2 separate regions of the Gossypium hirsutum genome follow, and region 1 is linked to region 2. The links are chromatin contacts, called in public Hi-C maps. All regions are on one chromosome and are shown on one strand. The core of a region is the stretch at or near the end of the contact, and the rest is flanking DNA. Distances in the headings are between cores, read along the strand shown.

The links. Hi-C and Micro-C count contacts between places; a contact is called where the count stands out from the background.
Region 1: a Hi-C map of leaf shows a contact between it and region 2, with 2.1 times the contacts expected there. The contact joins the enhancer-like site here to the promoter of LOC107951131 in region 2. A contact is called at or near these places in 11 of 34 Hi-C or Micro-C datasets (hypocotyl, leaf, petal and 1 more).

Annotation. Positions count from the first base shown.
Region 1 is chrA02:19,439,425-19,442,124 of Gossypium_hirsutum_v2.1, reverse strand. No RefSeq gene overlaps it. Among protein-coding and RNA genes, the nearest start is that of LOC121217516, 20 kb to the right of the region's middle. Within about 2 kb of position 1,319, at least 9 of the 9 cell types and tissues checked have an H3K27ac peak or open chromatin away from gene starts, as enhancers often do. A contact at or near this core is called in hypocotyl and leaf, where this site is marked.
Region 2 is chrA02:19,341,139-19,343,838 of Gossypium_hirsutum_v2.1, reverse strand. LOC107951131 (putative lipase YDL109C) reads left to right here and starts at 1,321. Exons shown (of 12, transcript XM_041083005.1): 1 at 1,321-1,764; 2 at 1,852-1,919; 3 at 2,404-2,474; 4 at 2,685-2,700. The coding sequence starts at 1,475.

The DNA of each region.
Region 1 (2,700 bases), core at 70-2,569, 98 kb before region 2:
ACCAGACAGTGACATGTGTATCCTATACTAGCGTATAGAGATTAACTTTTAATAATAGTATTGGATAAAGTTTTTAATAGAATGATCAATTAATCTAATATATAAAAACTATTTTAACTATATTTAAAGTAAAAAAACAAAAATATAATTCAACTATTAACACAAATACCTTCAAAACTTTACCCTGTTATGTATATATTTTGTTTGTTATAGAAAACAATGAAATTTGAAGGTATACAAAAATTTCACGCATGTAAAAAGGAAACCGTAAATGTTGAAAAACCATAATTGCAAGTAACAGTAATGATATTATTGGTAAGCTATAAGCTTCGGATCTAGAGCTACCGCTACCTGATTTTCCCATTTAACTAATTTTGTCCCATTCTCCCACTAAAATCATTAAAACTATGATTGGGAGTCGGACGCTTATTTTCTTTTATTAGAATTAGTATCTACTAATTCAAAAAATTATTTATTTATATAAATATTTATAAATATCAAATAATCAATTTTAAATATAAAATTTTAATGCATGAGTTGATGTACAATATTTCAGTAAAAACAAATTTATTATTTGTTATTGTTTTTGTAAAAGTTAAAATTTTATTTTATTTTATTTTAATATATTTATGCACTAAATGTTTCAACTAAAATTGAATGGAATGGGCCGATGTGACTAGTACGAATTGAAATTTTAATTGGTATTGAAGAAAGATTACATTAATTTATTATTGGAATAATACGTACCGACTGAAATGATAAAACCGGTTGCAAAATTGACAACATTGATTAAAAACTCAATCAGTAAACAATATTTAAAACAAAATCAAATTCTAATTAGGTTAAGTCACTTTGGTGACTTCCTTTTAATGAAAAAAAAGTTATGAAAGCATATCTTATACATATATAAAAAAATTAAATAAAAATTTTGAAATTTATTTTTTTTTATTTTTAAATTTAAATTTAAAATTATTTTGTTAAATTCATATTTATTACGACATAAATTTTTAGTTATATGTTTACTAAGTGATTATTATTTTTAATTTTAAAATGATACATTAATAAATTTAACAAAAAAGTTTAATAATATTGATAATTAAACTTAAATTCTAAAAATTAGAGCTAAATTTATAAAAATAAAAATATAGAAACTAAATTTTAACCAAAATATTTGTTCAAAGTTAGGCATTTTTCCTTCTTGTTTTGGGCAGATAAAGTTAGGCAATTAGACCTGCAAAACACAAAAAGCTGGGGTCCTCAAGTGAAAGAGACTAGACATAGAGATAAGACAAAATTACTATTACCTGAAAATAAAAAATAAAAAACCCTGAAAATTACAATACAAAACAACAGTGCTCAGTTCGGTGCCTGACTGTCTCAAACACACTTGTCTTGTTTTGTACGTGGACACCGTCGTCCAGCACGAATTTGGTATTACAATCCGATTTTAAATATCATATTTATGTTATTTCTTTATTATGTAATATCATGTCTTTAGTTAATTTGTTTCTCCCTCTAATATTATTACTTAATTTTAAAAAGAAAAAAAAAAGTTTTTCCAGTGAAATATTACCATCGAATTTTTACTATGGATTAATCCAAGTTTGTGCAGTTGTGTGTTTATATGGTAGGGGTCCCATTTCTGAGGCGTGGGTTTCGAGAGAGGCGCCCGGAAACAGCGCGGGAGCTGTTTCCCCATGGACCCGACATCATCACTCCCCTGCTCTCAAACACAGTGCAATAGTGTTTTTCGTTTTCTAGTTGTTTTGCTTCTTTCACTATTTCCATCTCTACGCGAAATGGAGGAAAGAAGACGGGTTCTTAGTTCTTACTCAACCCAAGCTAATGTGCACTTGGGGGAAGAAACCCATTAACCTACACCACTACTAGACCCATGTGGAAAATGGGTCCAAGTATTTATGAGTGGGATCCGCTTTTCTCTTGCCTCCTTTAACAACACACGAACTTTTATGGTTAATGGCACCCACGGCTACTTATGTATATGATGCATTTTCTTTTTAATTTTTTTAATCATGTATTATCTTTTTATTTGTTAACCATACCTAAAATTCTATATTATTTATTTATCAGATATATTGATGTATGAATAAAATGACGGTGAGTATTTAATCAAATCAAGTGAATTTTTTTGAGTTAATTGAGTTAACCAGTCCTATTTTATCGTTGTAACTTGATTTAATTTTTTTTCAAATGTAAGATAAATTCAAGTCAAGTCGGATTGAGTGAAATTAAAAAATTAAACATGTTAAATTAAAATTTTGTTACAGTTAATTAATTTCATGTTAAACCACATAAATTCGTAACCATATATATTTGAAAACTTTTTCAAAGCAAAATAATAATAAACTTGAATCATTAATTAACTTATTTAGGTTCCAAAATTATTATTTTAGAAAAATTTTAAAATTTTAACTTTCTTTATATATTTTTTAGAATTTTTTAATTTTTTTTTAAAAATATAAATTTTGAAATTTTTATAAATATTTTAAATTTTAAAAATTATTTTAAACTTTTGAAGGTTGTTTTGAATTTTTTGTAATTTTCGTTGAGAAAAAGACTAATTTGCTCATTCTCAAAATTGATAGGGACCAAAGAGGTAGTTATACTAATCTGTTATTTAGATTATTTGAATTATTCAAGTTATTCAAATTGTAAATTTTAACTCGACCCGAATTCGAA
Region 2 (2,700 bases), core at 72-2,571:
CCATATTCATATGTATGCCTAACTTCGAAGTTGGTGCTTCCATGCTTTTGGTATTTAATATTCTTATGCGACAAAGATATATGTATAATAAGTTAGTTAAAACATAGCATTATACTAATTATAAAAATACGTTATTTTTTAATACGAATTATTACTCTAATAGTTTATCCAGGTAAATGATTTGTATTTAAGTTATTAATTTTGATTTTTTGCAAAATTTTCAAATTTGGATTGGTACTCAAATTAATCACGTTATTGGTTCATGATTTAATTGTTGCGATAAGTTCTATAAAATAAATTATTAATAAAATTATAAAATAAAATATTAAAAATTCAATTCAATCATTTTTTTTGTTTAGTTCGTACTGATTTTTAAGTTAACGATTGAAAATCTCTCACCAAATTAATATCTCAATTGATTCTTAATCTAACCGATCAGCATGATCTAGTTCAAACAAGCTTAGACTTTTTTAATAAATCCTACACTTTATCACCCTATAAAAAAAATATATGATATTTTAAATACAAGTGTAATACATTAAAATAATAATATAATACAATTGAACTTTATCCCAATTGATACTGTTGCTATTGTAACAATGACGAATATATGAATTTGAGTAAAGGGTTGAAAAGAGATTATAAATACAAATAGGTAGTTATCAAAGGCTAGGCCATAAATTGTTGATCCAATTAGTACGTTTAGTTTTAATTAAATAAATTATTAAAAATTTATAAAATTTTAAAAAATTATAAACTTTAATTCAACCACTAATTTAATCAAATTTAATTGACTCATATCAATTAATAAGTCAATCGATTATTTGTATTGCTTCAGATACATAATTCAATATTAATTGATTCTCGTTAACAATCTTTAATTCAGTTACAAAATCATTATGTTGTAGGTATAAAAATTGGATTCAATTCTAAATAAACTCACTCCCCTCTTTCACTTATCCGGGAGTAAAAATTAAAATAGATGATTTAAGAATTAGAAAAATTAAAAAAATTGGTAATTAAGAAATAGCCGTCCGAGTTGAAAAAACGAGGCTTTAAAATTTGAAGACAAAAGTTTCCGAAGATTAAACGTGTCATTTCTGTCTCCTTCTAGAAGAAAAAATCAAGATTGAAGCACAAAAACAAATATACTTACAGGATGACGATTTTATCCTCAACCCATCAGCCGATGGAAACAAATTTATCCCGTAATAAAACCATAAAATCAAGGGCAATCTCTTAAAATTAAAGAGAGGGGACCAGCGGGTCGCCCCATTTAGCTAACAAACCCGTAACTACAAAAACCGCCCGCCCTCACCATCTTCATTGTCCCCCTCTTCACTTCTTTAAATCCTGGCTAGCTTATTTTGACTCCCTCCATTTTCTCATTATCAAAATCCAACACAAAAATCTAGCTTAATACAACACTTTAAGATTGTTTCTTATTACCTTAGCTCTGTTTTTAAGCTTCAAAATGGCGGATATGGAGGGAGATTGTAGAGGAGTACCGGAGAAGGAAGTTGATGTTGCTGAAGAGATCAAGGTTAGGGAAGACAATAATACTAGTAATAAGATACTGAATCAGCAGGAGAAAAAGAAGAAGATGAAGAAAAAAAAGAATAGAAGATCATTGAGTTTGCCGAGATTTGGATGCTTGAGAACGAAATCCCACGAGAACGGAGGTGTCGATATGGAAGTCCAGTTTCCGGGAGAGCGTAACAATCCTACTCATCTAGTTATCATGGTTAATGGCATCATTGGCAGGTTAATCTCGGTTTTAATCGTTTTTTTATTAATATTATTTATGTGTTCCGAACTGCTTGATTGATTTTTGGATTGGTATCTTTGCAGTGCTCAGAATTGGAGATTTGCAGCGAAGCAGCTTTTAAAGACGTATCCTGAGAATGTTATTGTTCATTGTGAGTACTTCGGTACTCCATTTTTTTTGTATGTATTAACTGTGATTATGCTAAATGCTAATTAGTTTCAAGTTAATGATTTACTCATCTCACCCTTCTCTTCTTACAAAGTTATTTTTTTGAACTGTTTCATAATTAATCTCTAATAGAATTTCATAAGTAGTCTGCTAAGTAATTTGGAGTCTTATACTCCAATGCTGTTGAATTAATTTAACCTGGGTTAGACTTTAGATCTATCCGAAGTTATAAGTAGATAAGTCTCACCAATGACTGATCCAGGATTCAAATTTTGATTGTTATTCATCAAATTGTGTTTTTTTCTTATTTAATATTTTGCTGGATTGTTACCATCCTAATTAATTGGTGAAGAGAACGCAAGACCCATTCACTAAATGAATATTCGTGATAATGAGTTAATGATATTGTTGATGAATTTCATGGTGAAATAAGTACTGAATGGTTAATGACTTAATGCGCAATGCAGGCAGTGAGCGCAATTCTTCAACGTTGACATTTGATGGTGTCGATGTAATGGGCGACAGATTAGCAGAGGAGGTATGTGTGCTATCAATTTTATTTGTCTTCAATAAGGTTCATTATTCATGATTGCAACTCAGATTATTTTCCAATTTTGCTAACTGCCGTTTACCGTTGATATGTTATTGTTCTGTAGTTTGATACTCTGTACTTCCATTTTTACCATTTATAATATATATATATATTTGACAGAAATCATTTATATTAATTTAAGTTTACCTTTTTCAGGTTAAACTTGTCATAA